3 separate regions of the Mus musculus genome follow, and all the other regions are linked to region 3. A link is a contact called in public Hi-C and promoter capture Hi-C data. All regions are on one chromosome and are shown on one strand. The core of a region is the stretch at or near the end of the contact, and the rest is flanking DNA. Distances in the headings are between cores, read along the strand shown. Region 1 holds the start of Zfp334 (zinc finger protein 334). Region 2 overlaps Slc13a3 (solute carrier family 13 (sodium-dependent dicarboxylate transporter), member 3). Region 3 holds the start of 1700025C18Rik (RIKEN cDNA 1700025C18 gene).

Evidence for each region. Promoter capture Hi-C pulls out the DNA fragments that hold promoters and counts their contacts. Hi-C and Micro-C count contacts between places; a contact is called where the count stands out from the background.
Region 1: a contact with region 3 is called in a promoter capture Hi-C map of pre-B cells. The contact joins the promoter of Zfp334 here to the promoter of 1700025C18Rik in region 3. A contact is called at or near these places in 16 of 39 promoter capture datasets (the C10 cell line, the HPC-7 cell line, cranial neural crest and 10 more), 1 of 15 datasets of contacts at CTCF or cohesin (large pre-B cells), 2 of 484 Hi-C or Micro-C datasets (the N1E-115 cell line and bone marrow-derived macrophages), 15 of 115 datasets of contacts at active chromatin or transcription factors (astrocytes, bone marrow-derived macrophages, cardiomyocytes and 10 more) and 2 of 9 other capture datasets (adipose tissue and liver).
Region 2: a contact with region 3 is called in a Hi-C map of bone marrow-derived macrophages, with 17 read pairs. The contact joins the enhancer-like site here to the promoter of 1700025C18Rik in region 3. A contact is called at or near these places in 5 of 39 promoter capture datasets (the C10 cell line, the HPC-7 cell line, cranial neural crest and 2 more), 1 of 15 datasets of contacts at CTCF or cohesin (pro-B cells), 2 of 484 Hi-C or Micro-C datasets (bone marrow-derived macrophages and nephron progenitors), 3 of 115 datasets of contacts at active chromatin or transcription factors (T-cell acute lymphoblastic leukemia, microglia and neural tube) and 2 of 9 other capture datasets (adipose tissue and liver).

What each region holds. Positions count from the first base shown.
Region 1 is chr2:165,386,954-165,389,653 of GRCm38.p6, forward strand. It overlaps Zfp334 (zinc finger protein 334), which reads right to left and starts at 1,306. Exons shown (of 5, transcript NM_178411.3): 1 at 1,008-1,306; 2 at 1-35.
Region 2 is chr2:165,443,755-165,446,454 of GRCm38.p6, forward strand. It overlaps Slc13a3 (solute carrier family 13 (sodium-dependent dicarboxylate transporter), member 3), which reads right to left. Exons shown (of 13, transcript NM_054055.2): 3 at 1,738-1,901. All of the region lies in intron 2 of Gm14437 (predicted gene 14437), which reads left to right. Among named protein-coding and RNA genes, the nearest start is that of Gm14437, 2.9 kb to the left of the region's middle. Within about 2 kb of position 1,362, at least 5 of the 459 cell types and tissues checked have an H3K27ac peak or open chromatin away from gene starts, as enhancers often do. A contact at or near this core is called in bone marrow-derived macrophages, where this site is marked.
Region 3 is chr2:165,089,341-165,092,040 of GRCm38.p6, forward strand. It overlaps 1700025C18Rik (RIKEN cDNA 1700025C18 gene), which reads right to left and starts at 1,410. Exons shown (of 3, transcript NR_033448.1): 1 at 1,360-1,410; 2 at 950-1,235.

The sequences.
Region 1 (2,700 bases), core at 56-2,555, 300 kb after region 3:
CAAGAAAGGGCCAGGAACCACCGGTGATCCAAGGGCTGGGTGAGGAAGAACAGGGAATGTGATCAGCAGACTGGCTAGCAGCTCGACAGTGACTCACAGACATGCCCTGGAAGGAAAGGACCCTTCGACCTGCGTCATACAGAAAGCGTCTGCGGAGGGAAGGCCCAGGGCAGTTTTGAATGGACTAATCAGAGCTTTTCTTACTGTGTGAAAGGAAACAAAGGTGTGAATTGAACTACTGTCTTATTCAGGTCTCCTTAAAAAACAAACAACACTTCAGAGTTCATATTAGATCATATCAATAAGCTCTAGTATATATGAAGCCTGAAAGAGCAGGCCAGCAACTCTGAGATTCTATCAATCAATCTATCTATCTATCTATCTACCCTCTAGTTTTTTGGGTATCAATTATCTATCTATCTATCTATCTACCTACCTACCATCTAGTTTTTTGGGTATCAATTACCTGTTTTCCTACTAATGCATTCAGCAGATGAAATCAGAAAACCAGACAGAGGGAGTGAGGGGTTTAAGATGCGTATCACTCTGCTCCCCTCCCCCAAGCTTAACTGCAGTTTCATGAGAGGGAGGCCTCTGCTTCAGTGTAGCAGAAGACAAAGCCCTGGCCTTCGAATCAACACACCAGATTTCAATTCTTGGTTCTGGCACTAGCAAACTACCTAAATGGTCAAAATAGCTGCCTTCCTCACTTGAGAAGAAGTTCGACTCTCATAAAAACCCTTTCCTGTAGATACTCTTGGGTCATTCTTCTATATAAAGGAAACCAGTAAACTCCAGGATGGTGATGGACGGGGTTTGAGCAACTCTGGCGAAACAGAATGGGGACTCTAATGAACGACACGCATTTGTTCGAAGTGATGCAGAGGCCTTTTTCTCAGCCATGGCTGGCATCCCTTCCCTCCCAAACGAAAGACCCGCCAATGAAATCAGACCTGCTCATTCCCTCAATCGCAGCTCAACCCTTAAGCAGCCCCCCGAAGCTTTACCGGGCCAAGGGCATCCGCAGGACTGCTGGGATCCGCTTTTTGCACGCACACACCTCTCTCCTTCCCAGGCTGCCCGCCCGGAGGCCTGCAGCCCCGGGGGCGCCCGCTAGCCTCGCCCGGCCCCTGGACACGCGCAAGCCTCCGCGGGCCCCAGGAAGGCGCTGGTTCTTCTGATCCTGCCCCGGAGTCGCCACCCGGAATTCCTCTGGCTCAGGGGAAACCTCGCTTCTTTTGTAGCTCCCAGAAGGCCCCAGGCAATTGTGGCGCACAGAGGCCCCTCGAGCCTCGCCTGGAAGAGCCCCACGAAACGGAAACGCATCCATAGAGCCTAGGAGACCGCGCATGCGCAGAGTCTCGGAGCGGCCATTCCCACGGTTCTCCAAAGGGTGCTGTAGTCTTTCCAGGACTACATTTCCCACAGGGAGTTGCGGCCCCCACCCAGCCGATAGCCTCTGAGGCGCTAGGGCTTTAATCACAGTAATTTACGAGTAAAAACCATGAGTACAAGAAGAAGTGTGAGAATAAAAAATTAGAGCTCTGTAAAGAAATTCCAACAGTGTATTAAGAAAAAAATAATAACCAAACAGTTGTAAGCAGAATAAAAATGTATCGACGACCTTCCCAAAATTACAGAAGAGACCCCCTAACAAAGAATCAAACCATCTCTAAATATCTTAAAAGAAAATAATCGCCATCCTGTTTATTACTGACTTTACTGACAGGTGCATACTCTCCTGCCAATTTTACAGAAGGAGAAGTCACAATAAGTAATGGCAAAATATTTTAACAGTATAATATTTTCAATTTTTATTTTATTTTATTTTATATGTATTGATATATTGCCTGCCTGCATGTATGTCTGTCCACTACTTGCGTGCTGTGCTTGGTACCCCGTGTCTAAGAAGGCCAGAAGATGGTATCATGTAGGTGCTGGGAATTGAACTCTGCTCCTCTGCTATAAATCACTGCGCCATCTTAACAATATATTTTAACATGACCAATTATATTTAATCCAAGTAATATAGAAACTGCTCTTCATCCATGAGGACAAATTGAATACGTGTATATATTTTGTTTTATTTATTTTTTTAAAATATTTATTTATTTATTTATACACTGTACACTATAGCTGTCTTCAGACACTCCTGAAAACGGCATCAGATTTCGTTACGGATGGTTGTGAGCCACCATGTGGTTGCTGGGATTTGAACTCAGGACCTTTGGAAGAGCGGTCGGCACTCTTAACCACTGAGCCATCTCACCAGCCCCCGTGTATATATTTTAAAAGAGGAAAGCTATGGAATATCTTAGTCACTGGAAGGCCAGACAGTTTCTGACACAGTTATCTGTTATGTTTAAATACCAAAAGGAACTTCGAGATGCAGAGGCTGAGAGATAGCTCTCAGTGAGCCAGACTTCCAGGGATTCAATGCTTGTATACTGTCTCCCACATCAAACGTGGCCATGATGTAATTTAAATAAAGGGGTCATAAGAAGGGACACTGCAGGCTTCAAAAAGCAAACCTGATATCCTGGCAGTCCGGTTTGTTTGCGGTGTTCCTAGAGTTTGTGTATGACTTTAGTTAACTAGTTACCAGAGATCAAGTGGAAACCAAAAGAAGCAGAGAGGCAATGTGGAGAAAAGGCAAATATTTCCCAGAAACCCAGCCATGCCTCCCCTTCCAGGGATCCT
Region 2 (2,700 bases), core at 112-2,611, 350 kb after region 3:
ATGCAGTACAGTATGTACATATGTGTGCAGGTGTGAATGTGTGTGCAGTGTATATGTATGCGCAGGTATCCTATGTGTATGTAGTATACATATGTGTACAGGTATATATGTGTCCATTCGTATGCAGTGTTCATGCTGTGCAGATGTGTATATGCACATGTGTGTGCAGGTGTGTATATGTATACATGTGTGCATGTATATGCAGTGTACATGTGTGTATGCAGGGATGCATGTGTGTTTGTATACATGTGTATGCATGCATATATGTGTGCAATCATGTCTGTGCATGGGAAAACCAGAAGTGAACCTCAGATAGTCTTCAGGAGTCATCCTTTTTTTTTCTTTTTTGGACATATGTAGTGACAATGGCCTGGAAGTCCTTATATACCCTAGGTTGACCTTAAACTCACAGAGATGTGCTTGCCTCTGCCATTCAAGTCTTGGGACCAAAGGCATGCCTGCATCTTGTGGTTTTGGGGGGTTGGGGTGGCAAACAAGGCCACTAGCCTAGGATTCGACAATCTGGCTGACTGGCCAGCAAGCCCCAGGGATCCATTTGCCTTCACCTCCCCAGCTAGGATTACAAGCGCGTGCCGCCTCAGCTGGCTTTTAAACATGGGCTCTGAGGATGGAACTCAGGCCTTCATACTTGTAGGAGAAGTCTGTTCTGGAACAAGCATGCTTACACACCTTTTCAAAGAACACCGTTAGCATGGTTTCAAGGCTAATGTTGCATTTATTGGCCTGAATGGCACCTCTGTGGGAGTGGTCAGCCACTTTTGTCAAAGTGTGGCTTTCACCTCTTATCCCAGGTGGCGTCTCCCACTCTCACCACGTGGCCCACCACACCCACTCAACATGGGTTAGAGACCGTGAAGGGCAGAACCACAAGAGCCCCCATATTTCCACTAAATTCTCCCGGACCAGACTTAGACACCTGACTACCTAATACACAGGGAAGGCAGGAAGCTCAGCTGTCTCTAGCTCAGTGTGCTGTGCAGGGTCTGAGTGTGAGGCAGAAAGAACGCGGAAGGTGGGATGGCAGTCCTGGCCCAGACATGGATGGCTTTCCTCAGCTCAGTGTGCTGTGCAGGGTCTGTGTGTGAGGCAGAAAGAACACAGGAGGTGGGATAGCAGTCCTGGCCCAGACATGGATGGCTTTAGACCTCTCTTAAAAGTATGTAGATATCAATACAAAGTGGGAGACTTTAAAGTAGAGGTGATATGGCAGCCACTGTGTCACCATGGGGTGGAGGTGTGTGAGTCACTGGGTTGCCAATGAAAAGTCTCGGGATGTCCTTGTGCCTCCAAAGTGGCCCCACGATGCCTTCCCCTGATTTCATCATGTCTGAAGAAAACAACTTCCCATTTTTTTAAGCCACTTGAAGGCAGACATGTGTTCTATTGCTGTCAAAAGAATTCTCACTGATGTCACCCATCTCTGGCCACACTGCCTGGGTTCAAAGTCAGGCTTGGTCACTTTCTCTCTGTGTGATCTAAGGCGGTGACTTACATCATGTGAAAACATCTGCTAAGAGCCTAGTGTCAGAGGGTAGAGGTCAGACCCCTCAGGTCAGTGCAGCCTGAGACAGGAGCGCTTCTTACACTGAGAGCGCCCTCATGCCAACCCTTACTCTGAGACAGGGTTTCTCTGTGTAGCTCTGGACGATTTGGAACTTCCAATGCCCATCCTCCCAGCAGCCACCAGTGTGAACCCTGGCGCCCGTCCAGACTCACCTGTGCTCTCGTCGCCTTCCCGGGGAAGGTCCTTCCGAGCTTCGCGCTGGCCAAAGAGGCTCTTGAGGATGGCACTGGCAATGGGTAGCATCATTGCGGTGGAGGCCGTGTTGCTCAGCCACATAGACAGGAATGACGTGGTCACCATCATCCCCAGGATGAGCCTGGGAGGCAGAAAGAGTTAGGGCTGGGTCTAGAACTCGGGGTCCACTGGGAACTCTGGTCTAGTCCCTGGGGAGTCTAAGCGTTGGTTTTACAGGAGGGAAGTCAGAGTCCAGAGAAGATCCCAGTGCCAGAGGGTAGAGGTCAGACCCCTCAGGTCAGTGCAACCTGTAACAGGAGCACTTCTTACATTGAGAGTGTCCTTCATGCCAACCCTTACTCTGAGACAGGATTTCTCTGTGTAGCTCTGGATGGCTTGGAACTCACCACGTAGCAAACATAGAAGCAATTGCCTAAGCTTATCTTGTTTGATTTGGAGTGTGTGTGTGCAAAAGGGCTCCATCAGGTCTCTGCTTTCACCTCTGGGTGGGTTGTAGGGATCTAAGTCAGGTCCCTGAGCTGGCCAGCAAGTACCTTTGCCCACTGAACCACCCTGGCTGTTCCAGGCTTGTTTTAGATCCAGGGACAACTTGGCTTATTGTGCTTAAAGAATTTGCCTGTTGAAGTCAGTCCAAGCCTAGCGTTTCTCTGCCTTGCCCACAGATCTTTAATGGTGCCCATTCCAGGATGCAGCGACCTGGCACTAGAATCTGCCACCTCGCCCCTCCTCTTCTGCTCCCATGTCTGCTGGCTCCTACTGCTCACTAACCTGGGCTTCTTGCCAGCATAAAGTCAACCTGGATGCTTCTGTTCCAGTCTTCCTGGTCCACACCCACCAGCACGATCTAAAGTGTCATAGGATTTTCCACATGGAGATCATTTAACTACACTGTATTAGGTAGGAGGTAAATGGAGGACCCC
Region 3 (2,700 bases), core at 160-2,659:
CTGGATGTCCTTGATCTCTAGGATGCCAGTCACCCTGCTGTTCTGCCAATCAGGTTGTGGGGTTCTCTGGGATGCCCCACCCCCTACCATGTGCCCAGGAACTGCTTGGCTGCCTGTCCCCTCCTGGGCTCATACCACGGAAACCCCATGCAGCGCCTTCTACTCTAGAGGGATATATATTATCTAAATTTGATAAGACAACTTAATTTCACTCCGTGTCTGTTACCGGCGATAAAACCAGCAGACTTTTATGACCCAGCGTCCTCAGCAAGATTGTCAGGAACTTATTATACAAGGTCTAACTGGATTTCTCTCTGCAGATGGCGAGGAGCCGCGGGCTGGAACGCGCTGTGGCCGCATACTGGGGGGAGAGATGCAAAGTGCTTGCTCCGTAGGCTGAGATAAGGCCCCAGCTCCCTGGGATCCAGGATCAGAACTACCTTGCCAGGCCCTGCAGGGGGATGTGGGGAGGATTTGCCCTGTGAGGGGGGTCGGGAGGATGGGCTCCATGCTGCATTCTCTGAGCCCTGGGAAGGAATGTGGAAGTGTTGAGACTTGGGGTTCAGTTAAGCTGCTCCCCTGAGGTTAGCTAGGTAGCCAGAGTGGGAGGGGTGGGTGGGAGGGGCAGATGTGTTTAGGGGTGAGGTGCATGGGAGGGGGAGGAGAGATTAGGTGGAAGGGGACAGGCTGAGCAGGTCATTGGTCCCTTTGTTTGTTCCTGGCCCGTTGTGTCTCAGTTCCCACCAAGTAGACCCCACCCCTGGCTATGAGGTGCACATCTACACTGCTGTAACAGTGACATTTAGACCCACAGGCGCCTCACTATTTAAAGGTTCAGTTTTCAGCACCCCACATTCAAGGTACTCTGAGACCTCTCAGGCTTGAACTTGCTCACAGTTGGTGGTTGGCTTGGGGGGGGTCTAGGTCTCGGTATGAAATCTAGGCTTGCCTGGAACTTGCCATCCTCCTGCCTCAGCCTCCTGAATGCTGAGATTCGAAGCATGCACCAAGGGGCCTCATATGTTCAACAGTACCAAGTATAGATCTGAAGAATCCAGGATCTGGAGGCCATAGCAATGCTTGCTTCAAGTTCACAGTCCGCGGGCAGATGTTTGCCAGGGTTAGCTTTGGCATGAGCTTGGAACAACTCCAGATGCAGAATCTCCTCCAATTAGGCCGTAGCCCTTTGGCCTGAACACCTCCATTGTGGCTACCAGAAGGTCAGAGGGCTTACCCTAAGATATAGAGGTTCAGCATCAGGTGTGTGGTCACTCTCAGATTCAGGTACCCAAGAGCAAGCACGTGCTGCTCCAAGGCTATTCCCACCCAGCAGGGGGACATGGCTTTTACGCCCCTAACCTGGGAGTCAGGTTGACCAGCCCTTTCCTGCCAGTCCTTGTCCACCAATCCAGTGACTCTGGGCACCTTCCCTAGGCCAGGGAGGCTCTGTGATGCAGTCACATGCTGCTCAGCAACCATGTAATGCCTTGGGTGATTCCGGGCTATGTGAAAGCCAGAGAAAGCAGTGACATAAACCATGGCTTCAGGCAACTTCCTCATATCCTCCTGCTCACTCACTGTCTGAGACACCATTATACACCCCCACAGCTGTCCTGTCCTGTCTCCCTGTCTCCCATTCACCCTTCTGAGGAGGACTCTTTATTAAGGAAGTTTCATCCATCTTGTTCTCTCTCTCTCTCTCTCTCTCTCTCTCTCTCTCTCTCTCTCTCTCTCTGTTTTTCAACACAGGGGTTCTCTTTGAACTCAGACTGGCCTCGAATTCCCAGACATCTGCTTGCCTTTACCTATGCTGGGATTAAAGGCATGCGCTACCATGGCCCAGCCTCATCTTCTTTTACTTGAACCTCCACCCCAGCTGGGTCCCTCCTCACTGAGGTCTGAGGAAAGAGAGTGATACTGACTGTCCTCTGAGTGTCATGGCTGGTCCCAGGGAACCCTCTACATCCTCTCAAGGTAGCTTTTCGTCATGTCCATTTGCAGATAGGCAGAGGAGGCACAGAGAGGTGGGCTCGCTTGTCTAAAGACACATGACCCAGGAGAGAGAGAGAGAGAAAAAATCTCTGCTAGGATCTGCGAGGGAGTTAGGGTATTATCTGGTCCTATTCTCCAAGAGGCTACTGTCTGTGTAGAAGAGCAAGGTGGGCATTACTGTGGATTCTCCACGATGTCACAATGTATTACTTTCAGTAGGTCGGAAGGAGGAGGTGGGGGTGTAGCTTGGATGACACAGTGGTGAGATCAAGGGCCCAAGGCCAGCCACTGGGGGATGTGAACATAAGCTGTCCTTTGCCTGGAGACAGTGACGAATATGCTGGGTGCCAGCATTGGCTGAAGGGCAAACAGAGACAGGGTCCCTGGGTGAGTATGGTTAGGAGTGTGGAGCACCAGAGATCAATGCTAGGCTGGAGGAGCCAAGCTGGGGAGGCCTCTGAATACTAACAGTCTCTAATGACCTGGCTTGTCCCACAAGACACCGTGCAGGCTGGAGCCGGCCTGTCTCCTGGTCCCTGACTCTGCAGGTCCCCGGGTCAGACTTTGGAGCTGAACAAAGAGACTGAGAGCAGAGAGGGTGCCAGCAGCTGGGAGTGTCTGAATCAGACTCCGTTCTTTCTTAGCTGTGTGACCTCAGACAGAGCACTCAGTCTCTCTGAGCCTAGGGCACGTGTACACACAAGCAGA